4 separate regions of the Sus scrofa genome follow, and regions 2, 3 and 4 are each linked to region 1. Evidence: chromatin contacts called from public Hi-C, HiChIP or PLAC-seq and promoter capture Hi-C data. All regions are on one chromosome and are shown on one strand. The core of a region is the stretch at or near the end of the contact, and the rest is flanking DNA. Distances in the headings are between cores, read along the strand shown. Region 1 holds the start of PLK2 (serine/threonine-protein kinase PLK2). Region 2 has its middle 230 kb from the start of PLK2. Region 3 overlaps LOC106506502 (a long non-coding RNA gene). Region 4 overlaps LOC106506502 (a long non-coding RNA gene).

Evidence for each region. Promoter capture Hi-C pulls out the DNA fragments that hold promoters and counts their contacts. A called contact is a pair of places that touch in the nucleus more often than the background predicts. HiChIP or PLAC-seq counts read pairs in DNA pulled down with a chosen protein or histone mark.
Region 2: a contact with region 1 is called in a Hi-C map of embryonic fibroblasts, with 5 times the contacts expected there. The contact joins the enhancer-like site here to the promoter of PLK2 in region 1. A contact is called at or near these places in 2 of 5 promoter capture datasets (fetal skeletal muscle and liver), 1 of 47 Hi-C or Micro-C datasets (embryonic fibroblasts) and 2 of 2 datasets of contacts at active chromatin or transcription factors (alveolar macrophages and skeletal muscle).
Region 3: an H3K27ac HiChIP or PLAC-seq map of alveolar macrophages shows a contact between it and region 1. The contact joins the enhancer-like site here to the promoter of PLK2 in region 1. A contact is called at or near these places in 7 of 47 Hi-C or Micro-C datasets (heart right ventricle, liver, mesenteric adipose tissue and 3 more) and 2 of 2 datasets of contacts at active chromatin or transcription factors (alveolar macrophages and skeletal muscle).
Region 4: a contact with region 1 is called in a promoter capture Hi-C map of liver, with 4 times the contacts expected there. The contact joins the enhancer-like site here to the promoter of PLK2 in region 1. A contact is called at or near these places in 1 of 5 promoter capture datasets (liver), 12 of 47 Hi-C or Micro-C datasets (embryonic fibroblasts, fetal heart ventricle, fetal skeletal muscle and 7 more) and 2 of 2 datasets of contacts at active chromatin or transcription factors (alveolar macrophages and skeletal muscle).

What each region holds. Positions count from the first base shown.
Region 1 is chr16:37,303,860-37,306,371 of Sscrofa11.1, reverse strand. PLK2 (serine/threonine-protein kinase PLK2) reads left to right here and starts at 1,258. Exons shown (of 14, transcript XM_003133981.5): 1 at 1,258-1,652; 2 at 2,269-2,376; 3 at 2,510-2,512. The coding sequence starts at 1,383.
Region 2 is chr16:37,072,109-37,074,620 of Sscrofa11.1, reverse strand. No RefSeq gene overlaps it. Among named protein-coding and RNA genes, the nearest start is that of PLK2, 230 kb to the left of the region's middle. Within about 2 kb of position 1,255, at least 6 of the 83 cell types and tissues checked have an H3K27ac peak or open chromatin away from gene starts, as enhancers often do. A contact at or near this core is called in alveolar macrophages and embryonic fibroblasts, where this site is marked.
Region 3 is chr16:37,131,218-37,133,729 of Sscrofa11.1, reverse strand. All of the region lies in intron 3 of LOC106506502 (a long non-coding RNA gene), which reads left to right. Among named protein-coding and RNA genes, the nearest start is that of PLK2, 170 kb to the left of the region's middle. Within about 2 kb of position 1,254, at least 7 of the 83 cell types and tissues checked have an H3K27ac peak or open chromatin away from gene starts, as enhancers often do. A contact at or near this core is called in alveolar macrophages and retroperitoneal adipose tissue, where this site is marked.
Region 4 is chr16:37,154,087-37,156,598 of Sscrofa11.1, reverse strand. LOC106506502 (a long non-coding RNA gene) reads left to right here. Exons shown (of 4, transcript XR_002339610.1): 2 at 1,150-1,321. Among named protein-coding and RNA genes, the nearest start is that of PLK2, 150 kb to the left of the region's middle. Within about 2 kb of position 1,253, at least 22 of the 83 cell types and tissues checked have an H3K27ac peak or open chromatin away from gene starts, as enhancers often do. A contact at or near this core is called in alveolar macrophages, embryonic fibroblasts, liver and 1 more, where this site is marked.

The sequences.
Region 1 (2,512 bases), core at 9-2,508:
TTTCCTACTTAGAACTGATGAAGAATTTAAAGAAGGAGGGATTTAAAAATACTAAAACATGAGGACGTGCACAGTAAGGGCATTATTGTTATTAGAGCAAGAAAGAAAATAGTGTTCTTCCTTAGCAAATCTGAATCGTAAAATCTGGAATAGGATGCTAAACCATGTTTTGGCTCACTGGGCTATTCTCCCTCACGCTACCAATCCGCTACCAAACCTCTCCTCTTGGAAGGCTTAGGACTGACTCCCAGCACAGGAGCAGCCACGTGGCTCAATGCGCCATTTAAACGACGCATTCTGCATAACCCCTTCTGAATAACAATTGATAGACGATTTCCACTGTAAAACCATTAATTAGCACTAGGAGCGCTTTTATTACCACTTACTGTCAAAGAAAGCCCATATAGTCGTTAACCGCTGCCCACTCGGACCGCTAGCTGAGCTTCTAGAATATTCCAGGAGATGGCGCCTTTGCCTCTCAGTCTTTTGACAGCCTGAAGGCGAAACCTTCCGAAGGCACCGGCCTCCTCCAAGGTTAAGGGTCTGACCTCCGACAAAGACCTGCTCCAGGGTGATGGACAGAGGCCATACGGGCCTAAGTGGGACTGATTCGGCAATGGTTTGCCACATTCGGAAGCGGCGCGGAGCTCGGGACACTCTGCTCCGACAACCCCTGCTTTTCACTGGTGCGCCCCCGCCAAAGGTCCACTCTGGGTGAGACTGGCGGGGTAAAAGCGCGGGTGCAGCGGTAGCCCCAAGCCCTCCAGACGGCTAGGGGAGGCCTCACGTGCCTGTGCAGTGGACCCCGGGTACACTCACACCTTGACACCGGAGGCGCCAGGTGGTGGGGCTGTCAGGAAGGGCTGTGAAGGGGAGGGAATCTGCGATGACCTGAGCTCTGGCCGCTGGGCGGTGGAGGCAGGGCCCGGCGTCGGCCCTGGGGTTTCTACTTCAAACCCAGAAGCCAGAGCATTCCAAGAATGGGGTGGTGGTCCCAGGGACAGCCGCACGCCTGCGTCCACCACCACCACCACCACGTCACGGGAAGCTCTCCAAGCAGCCGGAGCCAGTGCCTGAGCGAACGCGTTCGCACGTCACCAGAGAACTGGAAGCCAGCGATCCGTCGCGACCTCTGGCTCGGACCAGCCCGCTGTGGCGGCCGGTGGGCGGGGCGTTGTCCGTGACGTCGCATCCCGTTTCGATTCTCCACCCCCTTCTCGGCCAGTATATAAGACTTTACCGGGCGTTCGCACTCTCACAAGTGTACCAGGGCGACGGGCGCGGGAGGTTGGAAGCGGCGGGGATTCGAGGGCAGAGGCCGGCTCGGTCGTGTGTCCGCGCCTCGGAGGTAGCAGCAGGCAGGGCAGAGCGACGAGGCGACCATGGAGCTCTTGCGGACTATCACCTACCAGCCGGCCGCCAGCACCAAGATGTGCGAGCAGGCTCTGGGCAAGGCTTGCGGCGGGGACTCGAAGAAGAAGCGGCCGCAGCCGCCCCCCGAGGAGCCGCAGCAGCCGCAGCCCCAGGCTCAAGTGCAGCCGGTGGCTCCGCACCACCATCACCACCACTCGCACTCGGGGGCGGAGATCTCTCGGATTATCGTCGATCCCACGACGGGGAAGCGCTACTGCCGCGGCAAAGTGCTGGGAAAGGTGACTTGCGGCGGGCGCCCGGCTGCCAGGCGGGAGGGAGGTCTGCCCCGGCGTCCTCGAGCAGGGCCGGACCCTGAGTCCCCGTGTCCGTCGCTTCTCGGTTACTGGGGGATCCAATCCCGGCGCGACGTGGGCTGCTCACCTGCCCAACTCTGGCTTTTGTGCGCCTGCAGCGCCGGGATCGGCTTCACATCCTTGGCCATGGCTCTGTCTGCCTCACGCAGCCTAAAGACGTTGATCTTGAAGCCAGAAGCGAGGGCTTTCTGCACCAGACCTAGAGAATTTTCTCTCTACCTGGCCCCCAGAGAATTTTCTTGACAAGTCTCCTCATACCTTTTTTCTCCTCTCCCCAGCCCCCACCCCCCACCCTCCCCACCGCCCGAAAGCACCTCTTTGTCAAGGGAAAAAAGGCAGTTTTAACTTACTGTTTTCAGGGATGCTTTTCCCTAACTGAAGGAGCTTTAAAAAAAAAAATAATAAAGTAGACTGCATCCCTCTGTCACCCTTTCTCTCCCATAATTTTGTGGGGTTTTTTTTCATTTATATGTTAAAAATATGTATTTGCCGTCCATGTTCCTGCCATACTCAGTTCCATCTCTGCTTTGTTTCCTTTCAGGGTGGCTTTGCAAAATGTTACGAGATGACAGATTTGACAAACAACAAAGTCTACGCTGCAAAAATTATTCCTCACAGCAGAGTAGCTAAACCTCATCAAAGGGAAAAGGTGTGTATGACTGTTGAGTAAAGTATTTTCTTTGTGTGCAGGGACAGCCCTTCCCTGTTAGGAAGATGTCTTCTGCATGTGTAAGCAACTGGGCTGAGGGAGGCTAATGAGACTGATATTGCTTTTTCTTTAGATC
Region 2 (2,512 bases), core at 6-2,505, 230 kb after region 1:
AACTCTATCCTTCCAACTCTCTGATTTTGAGAAAGTTCACCTCCATGGGCCTCAGGTTCCTCCATATGATTCCCATACCTCCACCCTATGCACATGCCAATCTGTGTTAGAAGTGTGTTGACCAGGAGCAAGAAATAAACCTGCCAAGTTAGAGGAGTATTTGCTAAAAATGCTTTATCTATCTTGATAAATACAATATTCAGAAAGCTAGCACAGACTGTTTATTAAGACGCAGACTCTAATCCCCATGCTGAGTAAATTATAATTTCGGGGGGTAGGAGATAAGCGTCACATTTTTAAAAAGCTCAGCAGTGAATGTGATGCACGCCAAAGATTAAAAACTATTTCCTGTTATGTGCAGTGGATTAAGAATCTAACTGTAGTGGCTTAGGTCACTGCAGAGGTGTGGGTTTGATCACTGTCCTGGTGCAGTGGGTTACAGGATCCAGCGTTGCTGCATGTGCAGTGTAGGTCACAACTGCAGCTCAGATTCAACCCTGGTCTGGGAACTTCCATATGCCATGGGTGTGGCCATAAAATTAAAAAACAAAGATTAAAAACTGCTGCAGATAGGCATTTACTTCCATTGATTACATTGGCAGCAATTCACAGTACCTCTGCAATTCTGTTTGACTGAGATTTGTGAGTCTGTTTCTGTTCTATAAATAAGTTCATTTGTATCTTTTTTAAAAAAAATAGATTTCACTTATGGTTGCCAAGGGGAAAACATGGAGGGAGGGGCAAATTAGGAGTTTGGGATTGACATATGCACATTAGTATATATAGATAACTAATAACGACCTATTGTATAGCACAGGGAACTCGGCTCAATATTCTATAATAACCTAGATGGGAAAATAGCATGAAGGAAGTGATTGGCTGATACCCTAGAAACTGTATAGCAATGCAATTGCAATAAAATTTAAAAAACAAACACTGGCTCTGAATCTTCTCACTCGGGACACTCAAAGAAAAGACAAGTTATATGACTCTCTGGGGCCAATAGAGGAAGCTGCTTGTTCTTAGAAGCTGTGGGGGGTGAGAGTGTTGGAGAACATGGCCCCCATGCTCCAGACCCTGCTTGTCCCCGAAACCGAGGCCATGACCACTTCCAACCATCCTCCCCTTCAGGGTGTGCACAGGCATACGGGTTGGGAAGCTCTGGTGTCAGACTGGCAGTCCAGCCAGAGCGTGGAGCAGAGGGAATGGGATATGAAAGAATGTGGTACATCTCACTCTGGCAGGATTCCAGGGGATAGAAGCCTGGAGGCCAAAGTGGTAGATCCTGGCACTTGAGGAAACCACATCCGGACCCAGAGAGCCGAGTAGGAAGAGTAAAAAAAAGTACGCTGGGTAGACCTGATTTTAATAAGAACTCAAAAAGCATTGCCAGCTTTATAATTCCGCTTATTTCTTGCCCCAGTTATATGCCCACTTTATAGGAGGACTCTGTGCCAGTGAGCTAAAACTCAGCTTCATCCAGCCCACACACACCTACCCTGTGCCAAACACTGTCTTCAGAAACAGAGCAGGATGTGCACATGGGGCCAGGAAATATTCCCACATGCCCCCCACCCTGCCCCATTGCCTGGGGTTCTCTACAAACCTTATCTTCGCTCAAGAGCCTGCTTTTCAGCAATGTCACCTTCCCTCTTTCCCTCCCATTATCTGCGTGTCCACACCTGAGCTTGGCTAGTTCACCTCCAACAGTAGTATGTGACCGACAGCCTCACCAATGAGCTCATCTCTGCAGTTTTCAGAGATTTGGGGATAGCTGTTGTCTACTCTTCTACAACCATGTGAACACAAAGTACATGAATGTCTGAAAAATATGTTTGGGTGCATCTGTGCCTCTCTGGGTGAGGCACAGATTTGGGATATATTATACTAGAAGAGGTCCTGAGCTAAGAAATTTTATGTTGCTGCATGGCTAATAAAATTCATCTGTGTGCTTTCAAAAACGGCTTTTAATCCTTAAACATTATTAAACAAGTGTAAGGTACAGGTACAGGCTCTGCGGACTAGTACTTCAATTTTCCCAAAGGGCTGGCTGCGGACAGCAGGGAGCAAGCCCACCAAGGTCTGGATATAACCACAGACCACTCTTTGAGTGGAATTATTTGGAATTATTTTATTAACAACTGGTTAGATGTTGAAACTGTGTAAATGCTGTGGTTGAAGGCATTAACTGTGTAAATTCTTCTGATTACATTGTATCAGCTAGATGACTTGTTGACTGAGGTTACCATAGTTATCTTTCCAAAACACTGAAGGGAATTCCCCAGAATTTCCTAACCCACTGGGCATCCCTTAAAGGCACAAAATAAAAGCTTTTGAAATAGGTTCTTCAACTTGCTGTATAATCACTCATGTAATAAAACCAAACCTGGGACTATTTGCATTGCTTATGGCACTATTCTGCTTCAAGCTCATGTTGGTGCCAAATCTACAATTGCAAACTTGTACTAGACTCCTGCTATGTGCTTGTCTGTGCTACATGCTGTGGGCATTT
Region 3 (2,512 bases), core at 5-2,504, 170 kb after region 1:
GGCCGGCAGCTATTGCTCCAATTGGACCCCTAGCCTGGGAGCCTCCATATGCCACAGGTGCGGCCATCAAAAGACAAGACAAAACAAACAAACAAAAAACCATTATAAGTGAAGGCAACTTTACAAGGAAAAAATGGTCAAGTAAATTTTAGAACTCTGTCTACAAGCATAAAAATTCCATGGTTATAATCAATTTACACATATTACTCAGTTTTTACTTCTTAAACATAAAATGACTTTCTTTTTCCATATCATCTCCTAGCCACATTTTCTAGCTTTTGTCTGCCCAGGCAAAGAACTGACTGCTGTCTGTGATCTTCTGAACACAATTTATGCTTCCATCTCATCACTTTTGTCCTTAGGCATCTACATGTTGAATGTCTATCTTCAGAAGCTCTCAGAAGGTAGGTAGAATCCTAATTTAATTCATTTCTCTACCTCCAGTGATTAGCATACTGCTAAGCCCATCATAGATACCTAATAAGAATTCCTTGATTGAAAAAAAATTTCCAAGGGAGCATATTCTAACTTCTTTTAACTTACATTTTACGCATCAAGATCAAGTTGATGCCTCTTTTAAATACATGTACCCTCCTCAGTGTTGTACAAATTCTTGGTTGTTAGTTGGTAAATTCTTCTAATATGCTCAATCTGTTTCTTCAATCTTCATTTCATCAGTAAAGTTTGCTCTTGAAATGAAGAGTGTTCGGTTTTGACCATCATTGAATTTTAACACAATTTTACGTGGAATAGAGCAATGTCTGTGACATTTTGGAAAGCCCTGTTCCCTAGAGTAAAAAACAAACAAAAACCTTTAAGAAATTAAAAAGTTTAGGTAGAACTAAGGTAGAAAATAATAAAAGGAAAATTAGGGCAAAAATACAGAGAGAAAAAATACATTAACTCCAGTTTTAGAAAGTAACCCTTTATGATAGGGACATGTATTAAGTTTTGACTTACACATGTTAATCTACATTTTCTCATGAATGTCAGTTTTCCTGAAGGAAAGACAATCAAGGTATTTTCTATCTGGACCCACTTCAAAAAATTATATTGAAAACAGGAATGGGGAAAAGAAGCTCTGAAGAGTAATAAAAGAGTGGTAGATTTCTGTGTTTTGTTGTTTGTGAATTTTCAGCCATTCAAAGTGAAGTCAGTTCCTTACTGAAATGGAGAAACTATCATGTGGTCACTAGAAGACAGGGTTGTTGTCCTGGAAACAGTTCCTTTTTAAATTGTGAAACTGAGAAGCCTAATGTGCCAAAGGCTAAGTCCTAAATCTGAAGATTGACAGGTTTGCCAAGCCACACAGTATGTGCTTAGCTACAAGGTCCTCTATTTCCCAGATGACATCAGCAAGAAGTTTGCATATTTCAACTGAGACTGACAAAGATGAATTTATGTCACCATAGCAGGGACAAGTATGAGGAAGTTCGAGGAAATACACACCTACAAGTTGGTGGTTGTGACAGCATCGCTGAGAAGTCCTAGGTTTAGCTCAAGGGAGGCAGGAGAATGTGCAGCCACATTTGCAAATATTGTGTGTATTCCTGGTGGTTCAGCTGCTGATATGCAGTAAATCACTTTAAAATCAGCAAATAAAAAATGTTTTTTAATTGTTTCAGCTAGATTTGTGTGCTGAAAGTGCTCTGGTTTTCACAACTCAGGTGTTCCTTGTTCTTAACTAACATTTACTAACCAGGAATGTTGTGAGGACATTTGGGCTGGTTTTCATGATGTGACACAGACTTGATTAGGGGATATTTTATAGAGAGAACTAGCATCTTACCTGGGAAAGCTGAAAACTTTTATCTCTGTTTCTCTGTTCAAGGTCAACTGGCTTGAAAGAGTTTTTCCAGACTTGACAGCTTTTAGTTTTGTTTGCTTGCTTACTTGCTTTTGAGTCTTTATAGATTATTTTTTTGTACAAAAAGAAGAGACATTTAAGCAAACATGATTAAAATGAGGAAGCAATGTATGTGAAGTATGTGTCCTATAAATGCTTCAAACAGAAGGACCCAGAGCAAAGGCCAAAACCCAGATTTGGGACATGTTCTGCCATAGTAAGTACTGTATTGAGTGTGATGGGAAACTAACAGAGGATTTTGAGCAAAGGCATATATTTGAGCAGAAACTTAAAATTTTTGAGCAATATTCTCCGAATATTACCTTTTCTCCCAAATTTCCATTAATGACTTTAATCTATTTGCTGGAGTTGGGCTAGAGGGCTAGAAGGTCTATACCCTTTCACAGAGGGTCTCTCTGTCAGACTTGAGAGAGTAGCTGTATAAGGGTCTGAAGCACAGTCATGATGATATTTGCCCAATGGGGTAACTGAACTGAATTCAGTGGAATCCCAGAGTCTCAGCAACAAGTCTGTTTCAGGAAATGATGAGAAGTCTGTTGCTTGTGGCCTAGTATACTCTGAAATGGCAGCTACTCTGAAGAACTTGTAGGGTTTGGGTCTCTTTCCTTCTGGACCAAGCAGAAGATTGCCACCAAACAAAGGGCT
Region 4 (2,512 bases), core at 4-2,503, 150 kb after region 1:
CATTAAAGATAAATTTATGTCATGTTTGTTGCATCTTTTTCATGTGCCTTTTAAGAGACCTAGTAACTAAACACATCACCAGTTTCAGCAAGCCAGGGCTGAGAGGTTAGATTATTGTTTACGCTCTGAAAGCACCTTTGAGACAATCTTTGGTCCATCACAGATATCTTCTCTCATCAACACATACTAATTACCTCTAGAGGAAGGAGATCCCTGAGGTCTCCTGCTAGGAAATGCTAATAAAACCACATACAGTATTACAGGATGATGGACTGGGGAAAAAGCGCTCTGGACTCCACCCCCACTATCTGCAATAATTCACTGTGTTCTCGTTAGCAAATATGTAGAATATAATTACAATTGTCATCTATCTCGTAGAAATGTGGTGAACAAAATGTACTGAAGAAAACTTTTCCTAACCTGAAAAAACATAGGTGTTGGTGATCCAATTAAAGTCAATAGACATTTTGTTGAACATTAGGGCACCGTGAGGATAGTAAAATTCCATATGAAACAGTCTCTATCCTCACAAGATTCAAAATCTAGGTAAACCAAGGTAAATAAGTGGAGTATCTGGGAGAATTTCATAAACTCTATTATTAAAAATACAGACACAAAGTGCATTGGGGAAGGAGTGAAGTTGCTATCAGAGCTTTCTATCCTAATCCCAATATTTATGAGAATGGGTAACTAGTAAATGACTTAACTCAGGTGAACCTTTAGTATTATCAATCAATGGGCCATAATATCAAGCTTCAGGCATGTAGAAAAGATAAGTAAAAAGTAAGCTAATGAGTGTGAAAAAAGGAAATGCGGAAAGCTCTTTATAAATGCCGGTTGTTCCTATAATCATTGATCCTTGGACCTAGAGGTGAGGAATTCAGGGAGTCTTCAGAGAAGGGCCATTAGAAAAGTAGATGTCTGAACATCCCACTGATTACTGCTTGTTGTTCATCTGAAATTCAAATGTAACTGGGTGTTCCGTGTTTTATCTGGCAACCCTACCTGGGACTTAGTTGGGACCCAGCACTGGGTGAGTCATCCAGGCTGTGTGAACCAGGCAGGGTGCACTGGGGATTATGTTGTTCTTCCCTTCCTACCTCTTCATACTTCAGACCCCAGGATCATGTCAGTTTCTTTTTTTAACAGCCGGTATTGCTGACTCATGCTGGGCTTGCAATCACTGGGCCGATGAGTAGGCAAGAAAGCACTTTGTCACTCTCTGGAGGAGAAGAACTGAGAGCTGCCCTTGGAAAGGAGCCTGCACAGCAACCTGGGTCACTGAACATGCCACATGCCGAAGGAATTACCACTGTTCAGTGTGAGTTCTATCTGAATTTGGGAAAGTCCCTCTGAAGGAATCTGATACTTTAAACACAGGGCAAACCAGCTGTTACCTTAACTGGATTATTTACAAGAAAATTTTATTATTCCCTGAAGTTTGTGATTTAGCTATATTTTACATTTATTTTGTTCTCTCAATGAAAGTATCAGTCACATCAGAAATTTGGTGTTTTTGTGTGTGAGAGTTTTGGTTTTAGTTGTGTTTGATTTTACACTCCAGATCAAAGTGCAGTGTAATTAACCTTTGGTGTTTGGACAAGGCGACCAGCAAAGGGGATAGACATATTCTCTTTATACTGGAGGGGAGGGGCTCAGGTCCAGGCAGCCATCTGTGGGAGTGGACCCAGAGGGACCAGATTTTGGAAATGCCTTTGTTTGGCAAGGATATTGTTTTTATTTAGCTCAATTGTTACAGAGCAATTAAAAAAACAACAATGAAGTTTCTAAAGATGCTTTTGTGCAGACAGTATATAAGTGTGAGAAAATGACAATAGTTCCCATGAGAGGAAATAAAGTAACTAAAAGTAACAAGTAACAGCAATATATTCAGCAGCTCTCCCTAACAAACAGCATTCCTAATGGCCTATCCCCCTACAACACTACTTCTCCAAATATTTGGGGAAAATACCATTAAGAAATAGAGGGACATTGTTTGGAAGAGACTATTTGACATGCCGCAAAAATCACTTCTTTCAAAACTATGGGAAGTTTCAGGAGCTGTTGTGTACCGGGAGGGTTTTATTTGTTGAGCCCTGTAACAGGGCAGTCAGAGTTAAGTGCTTTCTGCCAGACATCTGCCATGGCTGGAAAAAAAAACATATCTTAAAAGCAATCAGTGTATGTGCCTGCTCTTTCAAGAACAGGAGACTGAGTGATTTATGCTGGTTGCAACTTTGACCATGAGAACACTTAGACAGCAACTTTGTCTAGAAAACCGCTGGCATCAAAGCCTTTGAAGGTCAAGAACATTGACAACAGCATAAGTTTTGCAATTTTTGTTTTCAAGTCTCTCAGCCTTAGGATTTTTAGGAGCAAAGCAGGGTGATGACTTGAACACCGGAAATATAGATTTCACTAATATGCACAACACTATAGGCTTTGTAAGCAATTATGGACATGGGTTTACATGTTGTAGGTGGCAGTCTAGTTTCATGTTGGTTAATCTAAG